Linked DNA regions of Mus musculus: all the other regions are linked to region 3. Evidence: chromatin contacts called from public Hi-C and HiChIP or PLAC-seq data. All regions are on one chromosome and are shown on one strand. Each heading gives the region's core, a stretch centred on a gene start, on an enhancer-like site or on the middle of the called end of the contact. The rest is flanking DNA. Distances are from core to core; before and after follow the strand shown. Region 1 overlaps Lrrc36 (leucine rich repeat containing 36). Region 2 overlaps Lrrc36 (leucine rich repeat containing 36). Region 3 overlaps Atp6v0d1 (ATPase, H+ transporting, lysosomal V0 subunit D1).

Evidence for each region. A called contact is a pair of places that touch in the nucleus more often than the background predicts. HiChIP or PLAC-seq counts read pairs in DNA pulled down with a chosen protein or histone mark.
Region 1: a contact with region 3 is called in an H3K4me3 HiChIP or PLAC-seq map of bone marrow-derived macrophages, with 2.1 times the contacts expected there. The contact joins two enhancer-like sites. A contact is called at or near these places in 1 of 39 promoter capture datasets (embryonic stem cells), 2 of 15 datasets of contacts at CTCF or cohesin (the NIH/3T3 cell line and embryonic stem cells), 23 of 484 Hi-C or Micro-C datasets (DN3 thymocytes, the G1E-ER4 cell line, the HPC-7 cell line and 10 more), 5 of 115 datasets of contacts at active chromatin or transcription factors (bone marrow-derived macrophages, embryonic stem cells, fibro-adipogenic progenitors and 1 more) and 3 of 9 other capture datasets (adipose tissue, liver and pancreatic islet).
Region 2: a Hi-C map of uterus shows a contact between it and region 3, with 2.2 times the contacts expected there. The contact joins two enhancer-like sites. A contact is called at or near these places in 1 of 39 promoter capture datasets (embryonic stem cells), 1 of 15 datasets of contacts at CTCF or cohesin (embryonic stem cells), 40 of 484 Hi-C or Micro-C datasets (DN3 thymocytes, the G1E-ER4 cell line, LSK cells and 13 more), 4 of 115 datasets of contacts at active chromatin or transcription factors (embryonic stem cells and microglia) and 2 of 9 other capture datasets (adipose tissue and embryonic stem cells).

Annotation. Positions count from the first base shown.
Region 1 is chr8:105,453,418-105,457,242 of GRCm38.p6, reverse strand. Lrrc36 (leucine rich repeat containing 36) reads right to left here. Exons shown (of 14, transcript NM_001170788.1): 10 at 1,884-2,049. Among named protein-coding and RNA genes, the nearest start is that of Tppp3, 16 kb to the left of the region's middle. Within about 2 kb of position 1,977, at least 69 of the 459 cell types and tissues checked have an H3K27ac peak or open chromatin away from gene starts, as enhancers often do. A contact at or near this core is called in adipose tissue, bone marrow-derived macrophages, granulocyte-monocyte progenitors and 1 more, where this site is marked.
Region 2 is chr8:105,430,928-105,434,536 of GRCm38.p6, reverse strand. It overlaps Lrrc36 (leucine rich repeat containing 36), which reads right to left. Exons shown (of 14, transcript NM_001170788.1): 5 at 2,924-3,012. Among named protein-coding and RNA genes, the nearest start is that of Lrrc36, 19 kb to the right of the region's middle. Within about 2 kb of position 1,361, at least 22 of the 459 cell types and tissues checked have an H3K27ac peak or open chromatin away from gene starts, as enhancers often do. A contact at or near this core is called in uterus, where this site is marked.
Region 3 is chr8:105,542,057-105,545,679 of GRCm38.p6, reverse strand. All of the region lies in intron 1 of Atp6v0d1 (ATPase, H+ transporting, lysosomal V0 subunit D1), which reads left to right. Among named protein-coding and RNA genes, the nearest start is that of Atp6v0d1, 22 kb to the left of the region's middle. Within about 2 kb of position 1,644, at least 87 of the 459 cell types and tissues checked have an H3K27ac peak or open chromatin away from gene starts, as enhancers often do. A contact at or near this core is called in adipose tissue, bone marrow-derived macrophages, granulocyte-monocyte progenitors and 2 more, where this site is marked.

The DNA.
Region 1 (3,825 bases), core at 728-3,227, 89 kb after region 3:
AGAGTGACCGTCCCAGCGAATGATTTCCCACGAAGTGGCACAGAAGACTGTTTCTTCATCCTCTCTGTCCCTTTAGAATTAAGAAGTTTTTAAACTAGCATATATTGATTATACATAATGGTGGATTTTATCATGACAGTTTCATACATGTACATAACATATTAGTATGCTCACATACATATTACCCTCTCTGACCTCTTCCCATATAATTTTTTAATTAAAAATATGGGGGTAGGGGTTTGTCGAGATGGTTCAGCAATTAGGAATATTTGCTCCTCTTGAAGAAAACCAGAGTTCAGTTTTGAGCACCCCGATCAGGTGGTTCACAGCCTCCAGCTCCAGCTCCAGGGAGTCTAACACTCTCTCTGGTCTCTGTGAGGCACCTATATGCGCATGTATACACCAATGTTCACAACTAAAGCTAAAATCTTTTTTTTTTTTTCAAGACAGGGTCTCTCTGTACAGCACTGGCTATTCTGGAACTCACAGAGATCAGCCTGCTTCTGCCTCCCAAGTGCTGAGATGAAAGATGTACACACCATTACTGCCTGGATAAAACTAATTTTTTAAAAAAGATTTGTTTATTTATTTTATGTATATGAGTACATTGTTGCAGTCTTCAGACACACCAGAAGAGGGCATCAGATCTCATTACAGATGGTTGTGAGCCACCATGTGGTTGCTGGGATTTGAACTCAGGACCTTCAGAAGAGCAGTCAGTGCTCTTAACCACTGAGCCATCTCTCCAGCCCAAAACTAAAAATCTTTAAAGAAAGTTTTTTAGTGCTGGAATGGGGCTTGTGCCTGCCGGACAGTTGTTCTACCACTGAATTATAGCCTCAGCCCTTAAAAATTAAAAATATTTTTTGCAGCCTGTACTGGCTAGTTTTGTGTCAACTTGACACAGCTGGAGTTATCACAGAGAAAGGAGCTTCAGTTGAGGAAATGCCTCCACGAGATCCAACTGTAAGGCATTTTCTCAATTAGTGATCAAGGAGGAAAGGCCCCTGGTGGGTGGTGCCATCTCTGGGCTGGTAGTCTTGGGTTCTAGAAGAGAGCAGGCTGAGTAAGCAGGGGAAGCAAGCCAGTAAAGAACATCCCTCCATGGCCTCTGCATCAGCTCCTGCTTCCTGACCTGCTTGAGTTCCAGTCCTAACTTCCTTGGTGATGAACAGCAGTATGGAAGTGTAAGCCGAATAAACCCTTTCCTCCCCAACTTGCTTCTTGGTCATGATGTTTGTGCAGGAATAGAAACCCTGACTAAGACACAGCCCAAACAATGTTTAAGTTTCTAGTTTCTCCTTAGAGCTTTTCTAACAAGTAAAAGTCCCTTGAGTTCTCTTGCCGTCAAACAACAGATAAACACTTGGAGCCAACGTTTATAAAGCTCTCTGCCCATGCATCTAAGAATTAACCCCAGAAAAGAGCCCAAGAGCATTAATTCATTTGCATTTTTAAAAATCAACATTTCAACAGTCTCTGCAAATTTCAGATAGCCAAACCTAACTTCTGTTGGCCTCAATACTGGCACTTTCAAAGGAATATAAAATGGTTTTGCAATTACTAATATAACTACTTCTATTACATATGTCTGGTCATGCAACATGTTACCAAAGACCACACACGAGCACCCACAAGCAAAGCACAAGAAGAAGAAACCCATTGCTACAAAGCAATCGGACAAACAGCTGATTTAAAAAAAATAGGGAAGACGAACGAGACAAAAATGCAGATTCGTTACTTATGGCGTTTCTGGGAAATGTCTGCGAGTGATATAAGCTTCCCCTTTTGGGGTAAGGGAACTGGATGGCTTTTAACAAAACCAACCACAGGGCAGAAGCGAGGTCCTGCCCTCCTCAGTGCAGAGAGCTATATGCACTTACCGAGAAACTTCTTGTCCAGGAGGAGGGAGCCAGAGCCATTCCAGTGCTTGTCCACCAGCTCCAGGAGCTGTCTGAGGACAGTGGCCACGTGGGGGGTTCTGGCAGAGATCGGAGGACTGTGGTTTCCTGATAAACCATGCAAACTGCCCAGGTCACTAGAGAGAGGCTCAAGAAGACAAAAACAAAACCAAGACCCAGGATCGTTTGTGTGATTCTTACACAATAAGGATCCAGACATATAAAGCATCAATAACTCTTTAAAGTAGCAAAACTTTCATCTCTTGGTTTAGATGTGAATTGCATATTATGATGTCCAAGGCAAGCACATGAAATATTCAGGGAAATTTCATGTTTCCTTTTTCTTTTTCTTTGATTATCCCCAGGACCCTGGACATACTGGTAAGTGCTCCACCATTGAGCCTCATCTCTAGGCCCTCAAGGACAAATTCAAAAGGAGTGGATCCCTCAGCGTTATTTTTCCATGGAGGTTTTTAAGAATTTGTTAACAATAAAAATATGTTACTTAGTGTACCGTGTAATACAAAAAGAAGATTAAACTGCAGGATGGTTTAAAAAGTACCATATGTGATAAGATAAAATCGAGAAATTAAAATTCATAATAAACTTCTATTTAAAATAAAATAAATGTTCTATAACATTTTAAGAATATATAAGTTAAATGTCATTGTTGGGTCAAGTACTAATTGTTTTTTTATATAATGAAATTACAGATAGATCTGTATAGTAAAATTCACATTTGCTTTTATTCATTCCAACCTGACACACGTTATTATGCATTTTTTATATATAAGTCTAGTTCCTAGTCTTTGTGTCTTGCGGACTTCAAAAAAGCTAATACCGGCTAGAGATTTAGCTCAGGGATAGAGCACTTGCTATGCATGTGCAAAGCCCTGGCTTCTATCCCCAGCACCACACACACACACACACACACACACACACACACACACACACACTGAAATAAAGACAGCCAAATCGTTTCTCAGTTCTTGGCTCCTTTGATGTAAAAGACTATGGCTGATTAATGAGGTAAGGATGCCCAACACCCGGGACAGTGACTTGAGTTGAGTAACATCTGTGGCCTGTGATTGGTAGGAAATGACATCACAACTGGGATAAGCATGCACTCAGAAAGTCTGTAGCCAGCTCTGATCAGGACAGAGTAAGGACCGGGGATGTATGAAGGACACAAGGCGGGATCATTTGGGACGTTAACCTGATTTGGGGTTAGAGCATAGAAAAGTCTAGTCATATCAAAAGGCTACTTTAGGGAAATCTATTAAAAATAAACATTTACTGTTAATGGTTTTAACTTTTTTTTTCTTTATTGGTCGAGACAGATTCTCATGTGGCCCAGGCTGGTCTTGAACTCCTGATCCTCTCACCTCTGCTCCCCAAGTGCTAGTGACACAGTCCACCATGCTGGGGACCTGGCACGTGTGTGGGCCCTGAACTCATCTCGGGCGCACATGATAAGCAAAAATGTCTGACCTTGTGTTTACATTAAGTTAGCACTTTGGACGCTCTCCATAGCAAGAAAAACAACACCTAACAGGAAAAAGTGGGAATAGTAAAGATAGTCCAAAAATGTTGAGATTTTTAACAATATATGAGATAGAATTTAACAATATATGAGATGAAATTTTCTTAGGCCGTTTTAGTAGCGTAGCATCTCAAATATACTAAGTGTTCCTGGGCCTTCACCCTAAATATACCATCACGGTTAGTGTTTTCATCTGATAAAACAGTCATTTGTGGCTGAGAATCTAAAACAAGCCAAAAAAAAAAAAAAAAAAAAAAAAAAAAGGAAAATATTGCAAGACTGCCCCCTTTAGTGCACAAAAAATATGACTGTCTCCAGAGGCCCTTTATGACTTGTGGTATGTGATTGTGCCTAGGACCTTGTATGTAACGGGCAAGCTGT
Region 2 (3,609 bases), core at 112-2,611, 110 kb after region 3:
TGAATGTAGTAGTTGGGTGGGAGCCATCAAATCTTTACGCAGGACTGTATAATTAATTATCTCAGCTGTGTTTTAAGAGAATTAATCTGGCATCAAAGTACAAAATGAATGGAAAAAAAAAAGCAGAGGAAGAACTTTGATGATATATAGGTCACACTTGGCATCTGCACTCTGCCACTTACTACGTAAGTAGGGCAGGTTATTTCACCTCTCTGGGTTTCAATTTCTTCACCTGACAAACCGACTTCAAGGTTGTGTGGATTAGATGAGATCACAGACAGTCCCTGGGCCAGAATTTGTACTCCGTAAATATTAAGCAGAACTGTTAAGCAGAGGCTATTAAGGGACGGAAAGGAGTGTTCAGAGTCACACTGGAGGGTAAAAGAACTCAGAGGAGCAGCAGTGTCAAACCTGGTGCAGCTTTGTTGTTTGTTTTTGTCAACTTGACACAAGCTAAAGTCATCCAGGAAGAGGGACCGTCATCCAAGAAAATGGCTTGAAAATCTGAAAAGGGGGGCATTTTCTTTACGAATGACTGATGTGAGGGGGCCCAGCTCATCGTGGCATTGTGACCTCTGGGAAGATTGGTTCTAGGCTGAATACAGAGCAAGCTGAGCAAGCCATGGGAGTGAGCGAGTAAGCAGTGGTCCCCCTGGGCTTTGCTTCAGGACCCGCTTACAGGTTTCTGCCTTGCTTGACTGGGTTCCTGCTTGACTTTCCTCACTGATGGACTGAGATTGGAACCTGTAAGGCAAAGGCATCCTTTCCTCTCCAAGTTGGTCGTGGTGTTTATCATAGCAATAGGAAGAAAACCAGGACAACACCCATGTGATTCTGAGCCAGGATAATAGCAGAGCTGGGAAGAGTTCCATGAAATACAAAGAGCTGTTCGGGCTTTGTTTGCTCTGGGGGGACTTTTAGCTTGAGGGGCTGGAATGTTAAGCTGAGATGATTCAAGTTAGTTTAGCAGAGTTGAGGGACTGGTGCAGAAGAGACACTGGTACAGATGCCAAGCTAGACGGATATTTTTAATAAATGAGAGACTAGGAAACAAATAATAAATCTATTTACTTCATAAATAAAACCATGAAAATGGGTTAGATCAGCAAGGACAAAGGGAGGGGAGAGAGCAGGAGGCTAAAGATACAGCCTAAATTGCTTATTTCGAGGGTGTGAGAAGGGTGTCAAAGATTACGTGCTTAAGAGAACAGGACAAGAATCCAAAGCAGTGGATTCGTTGCCTGCTTGTTCAAGAGCACCACTTTGAAAACCTGAGTTGGTACAAGCTGAACTGGAGGAAAGCCTGAGGCATGTCCCTAGCTTGGCAGGACTGTATTAATTGTATTGTATTACCAATGGTGCTTACTGGCCGTCCTCCCCGAGGACCTAGCACAAACACAATTTGCAGTGGGAAGCAAGGCTCTTTAACGTCTCAAAGCAGCTAAATCAATTTTACATTAAAAAAAATTAGGGACCAGATGGTGCCTCAAAGAACCTTTGGAAATGGGGTTGTCTAGTGCAGCAGCTTTTTCTCAATAGAAGCTGTAAACTTAAAGACATTTTAGCTCATGGGGTGAAGTCTTTACATACACTAATGCTATATTACGTTAATGTAGACTAATTCAATTCAGCTCATATAAGGGCCAGTCAAATTGTGCTTCAAAGCACTTTTCCTGTCTGAAAATGGATACATAAATGTGTGTACCCAGAGAAAAAATCTAGGCTATATAACCAACGTAGTCATTGGGATTCTCGCTTGTGGGGAGACTCTGAGGAACCGGAATGTTGCTCTTCACGCACTTCAGCATTTACCAAAATAATTTCAAAATGGCATCTATTTGAAATATAAAAATGCTTTTAAATTCAAAACAAACAACCCATACTCCTCTTTTATATGCACAGAGACATCAAAGGGAAAAAGGAAAAGGAAAATATTACCTTATTATGGTTTATCAAGAAACTCTGTCAAAGTCATGTCCACATGAATAGATTAAAAAGTCAGGAAAATGAAGCATTGTATGTCAGCAACTGAAGACATTGAATATCTAAACTGCACAGTGAGTCTCTTGTTACTAGAGTTCTTTCTGGGACTTTGAACACAGTCTACTGCTTCTTAGACTTTATGTACAATTGAATAGGTCTTTTAAGGGGACTAAGCCTTGAGGCCAAATAAAACTCTCTTAAGTGAAGGTCATCTGTTTAAGAATGGCAGGCTAATTCACAAGGGTGCATCAGATACAACAGAAAGCTTTCTCTGAGTCTGAGGCGTGGCCATTAATGTGGTACAATCACCTTAATTTGTACCGGAAAACCAACAGTGGTGTTTCTAAAGCCCTTGGAAAATGGGCTGTCTACTAAGGCAGTTTATTCTCAATGGAGATTGTATACTTTAACTCATTGTATATTTTAAGTCATGAATTTTTGTCTGTGCTAATGTAATACTGTTCTGTTAATGGCAGTTACGTTACAGGTTGCAAACACAAGAGATTCTGCAGCTGGGGAGGAGCTTGGTTGAGAAGCCAGGGAGGTTGAGAGTATTCGCAGCAATGGATGCAGATGACTCACCAGTCTCTAAGGAAATCAATTATCTCAATTATCGCCGCAATCAATGTGCAGGAGCCTCGGGGATGGGAGGTGTAATTTTAGGGAGCTCTAATGATGTAAGGTGATGTAAATGAAACTGAATTCTCTGAATATATATACAGCTTGTGCTTTGAAAGGTCTGGGGTTGTATAACACAAGGTCCCCTGGCAGCTGGAAAGAAAGATTTTTTTTTTTTAAAGCAGCCAAAAAATATTGGACTGGCTTTAAATTTGTGTTTTCACAATTTTCACAATTTTGTCTTCATCCTACCCGAGATTGGCTATGACGGCAAAGGCAACCGATGTCTTGGTTATTTTACGAATACAGAGGCAATGCTGACCTGTTTCCATCCTGGCATCAACCTCAGGACTGACGTGTGACGCGGGGCCCTCATCTGTCACACAGTTTTTCATTGTCTTCTCCCTAGAGCTTCCACACAGAAGGATTTATTGAAAACTCAAAAGAAAGCCTCTGAGACCACTGGTCTATGCAGCTTATAAAATACTAGTTCTTCATTTCCCCAAATGCTCTAGGACTAATAAAACTATGCTTTACAGATATCCCAGTGGAGGCCATGATTTGTTTTTGTTTTGTTTTGTTTTGTTTTTATTTTCCAAGACAGGGTTTCTCTGTGTAGCCCTGGCTGTCCTGAAATGCCCTCTGTAGACCAGGCTGGCCTCAAACTCACAGACTGACTTCTGAGTGCTGGCACTAAAGGTGTGTACCACTGTGCCCAGCTTGAGGCCCGCTTTTCATACTCATCATCTTATTTACTCATAAAAGCCCCTCTGAAGGACTGGAGAGATGGCTCAGTGGTTAAGAGCACTGCTGCTCTTCCAGAGGACCCAGGTTCAACTCCCAGCGCCCACAAGGCAGCTCACAACTGTTTGTAACTCCAGTTCCAGGGCATCTGGCATCTGGCACCCTCATACAGACATACATGCAGGCAAAACACCAATGTACATAAAATACAAAAATTCATTAAAAATAGTGACAGCAGTGGTGGCATTAGAGGTGGCAGCAATG
Region 3 (3,623 bases), core at 395-2,894:
TGGAGGTGGGCTGGGGAGGAGCAAGCCCAGAGTAGACACTGAATTAATCTGTCTCCTCTGAGCTAGGGTTTAACCTCACACTAAAGCAAGACTTTCCTGATCGCAGCAGCATCTTCTTCAATTTGAGAATCAGCCTCTGAGGAAGTCTTTTACTGTCAGACATCCCAACTGTCCAGACACTTGGCACTGGGCCACTGATAGAATTTGGGGTAGACAGCTGGGCTTGTGGGTAGACCAGTGTTGTCCCCAGAGTCTACTGTAACTAGAACACAGCTCATACCTCAAACCAGTCATGCCTGGTCCTCTCAAGGACTGTCACTGATGCTGTTAGGCTGCTGAGCCCAGGTCCCATAGCAAACCTAGCCCCTGTTGTCCTCGGGTGCCCTTGAGGGGCTGGGCTAGGGCCGGGTGGCTAAGTCTCCCACTAGGCATCTATAAGTTCCAGGCCTCTCCTAATGCTTGGATTCTATTCCCAGTCACATCCCCTCCTCCACAACCTTCAGAAATAGCAGGAAGCTGAGGAGAGAGAATTCTAACCCAGCTTGTCCTAGCCCTGGCCAGGCCTGTCTGAAGGGCTTAGGGTTGCCAGCCACTGTTTCTGGGCGCCAGGTTTCTCCAACAGGGTCAGAACTGGTTTAGAAGCCCTGTGTGGTCCCCTCGTGGGCGAGCTAAGGAATCAGCCTGTCTCCCTCCCTCCAGTTGCCTTGGCTGGCAGGCTGTCCCTTTTCCCTTGGTCACAGGGAAATGTGGGTCTTAGCCAGAGAAAGTGGTCTGGAACTGGCCCTTTGACATTGTCTCTGGGGGCTTTTAAAAATGAGTTTCCTGGTAAGGCAGACTCTTCCAGCCTTGGGCAGGATTCTCAGTAGAGTCTCCCGGGTTTGCTCTGATCTGACAAACTCCAGCAGAAACCACCCAGCCGCCTGCATTCCAGCAGTGCTCAGAGCCGTGGCTTCTCCCGATGCAGTGTCAGCAGAATGCAGCAATGGAAGCACAGGGGTGTCTGCTCTGAAGCTTGTGTGAAGTCCCAGGGGTGGGGCTGTACAAAGGAGCATTCTAGCTTTGTTCTGCTCAACCCCAAGCATATTTTCCTACCTTCTTTAGTAATGGTTGATGTCAAAAGTGATGCTAGTGGGATTTGTCACTGAGTCATGAGAGTGTGGGCCTATGCCTACTATTGACAAGTGGGCAGTGAGTGTCCAGGTGGTCTGCAAGCCAGTGGTCAACTCTTCTGGCTTTAAAGGCTGTTTGGACAGCTGGTTCTATACCTAAAAGGTCTGCTCTACCAATGTGTTCAAGGAGGCTCAGAGAACAAAAGACAGCCGAGGTGGGGACTGACAGAGTCCCACCAGGCCTGCCTGATATCCTAGCCTCTCTATACTCTTGACTGTGAGACTCTGGACAAGGTTCTGGCTTTTAATTGATAAGCCTTTGAAATTGACATGTCTGAGAGGTCCAGCACAAAGATTGCTCCTGGCATGGGAAGGAGACCATTGCATAGCCTGTGTATGTCCAGGCCTTCTGAGGTGAAAACTCTCACTGGAGTACCAGGTATTTGATGAAGACTATCTGGTTGTTAAAGAGAAAGTATTTGGCAGTTGGGGAAGTTGCTGAGCTAGTCTTCTGAGAGAGAAGTTTTGTGATGTAAGGCAAAGTCTGGGATAGAGGAAGTGTCATGCTGTTGGAGAGCTTATCTTCAGGATCCCCAGTGGGAGTTGATAGCTTGCCTCGGGAATCTTCCCAGAGCATGTGCCAGGGCTTAGAAGGACAGAGTGTGCAGGGGCCTGGATCCTCAATGCTTTAGGAATGAAGGATCAGGGGATCCAGTAGGGTAGTGGGCTTGCTACCCTGGGAACTGATGGGGCCAGTGACAGGAGGCACTCCAGTCAGAGGACTGAGTTTTACTCTGGAGCCTTCCTGTGCCTGTCTTGATCTCTAGGGAGCTGAAGAGGAAGTCTTTTGACCTGAAGAGAATTTTAGGCTGACTGCTATGACTGCATGGATAAACAGACAGTTTGGCCTAGCTGCTGTCAGCTCTAGAACTTCTTGTAGTAAACGTTTGAGAACTTGGTGGCCCTGGACCAAAACCCCTTGTTCATGTTGGTCCCTCAGGCTCCGGTAGCAACATGTTTGCTGGTAGATACAAATATATAAATCAGGACACGACTATGACATGGTAAATGAAGTCTGCTTCATTTCAGTACTTATTAGGTGGGATAGCTCATATTTTTAACCATTTGTTTCATACCCACAAAAACCATTTCAGAGGCATTAATAATCTTTCTTTTTCCTTTTTTCTTTTTGAAAGTCAAGTGAAGCCAAAGTTTATTTAAGAGGACAATTTTATAAGAGTTTCAAAGAAAAACCCCAGGGCAAGCAAGTTGTAAATCTCAGTAGCTGCCTGGAGGAGGAGAATGGAAAAGGAAAAACAGCCATGCAGTTTGAGTTAAACCATTGTGGAGGTCAGCCATTTGGCAGCATACAGAGCTCCATGGTGGGAAATGGGGCATTAGAGGAGTGAAGCCCAGTATGTTAAGAAAAATATGCTTAAATAAGGGAGGAGAAAAGAAGAAAGTTATGCTTCTCAAAGTAATTCAGAAAAGCTGGCAGACTTATGAAGCAGCATGGCTGTAAGGAACTACTAGACAAGTGTTCTAAGATAAAGTATTGTCCTGTCTGTACCCCACCCCCTAGTTCTGTTTTTCTTTTCTTTATCAAGACAGGGTCTTATAGCCTAAGATGGCCTTGAGCAACTGAACTACTTCTGCCTCCAAATGCTAGTATTATAGGTATGTGTCATCACACCTGGGTTTGTACAGTGTTAGGAAATGAACCCAGGACTTCGTATATGCTAGGTAAGCTTTCCGCCAGCTGACCTAAAACCTCTCTTCCATGTTTCTTTTACAAAGATTGTGCACTTGTCTAGTCTCAAGGTTATTACAATGTGGAGGTAGAAATGCAGGCAATAGACTGTTATAGACTGTTATAGCAATAGCCATCAATATAATTAGATTTTTTTTCCTTGAAAAACCCATCTGAATTACTACAATAATCCAAGTATTTCTGAGTTGAATACCTCCTGTTACCCATGCCTTACTCTCAAAGTAGCCAGATTGTGAGAATAAGAAAGAACAGAACCCCTTATCAGAGTCATTGCAGATGCCTGGGTTAGAGACATTGGAAGATGTGCACATATCACTAAAAGCCAGATGGCTTCTTTTAACTTGCTTTGCCTTCTCTTTTTTATCATCTTTAGGATGGCCATGGGAGAAAAGTAGATGAAAGTGGCCAAGTTGGCACGAACACATTGGATCCTCCTCAAGCTAAGGTGCACCCTATTAGTGCCTAGGAGCCACAGATGATATAAATTCTGTTTATCACCAGCCCCCACCCCCCAAGGCATATAGGTGGAAACCCCAAGGCATATAGGTGGAAAGTATCTATTCCAGCACGTTTATACACGTTCCCCACATTCAGCAACATGTGCTAATCCATCTCCTTTTACATACTTGACTGCAAGTTGAGCATTCTTTATTATGGTGGTTGTTCATTTGTTTGGGTTGAGACAGGGTCTAGTTATGTTGCTCTGGCTGGCCTGAAACTGCCTATGTAGAACTGGCTGGCTT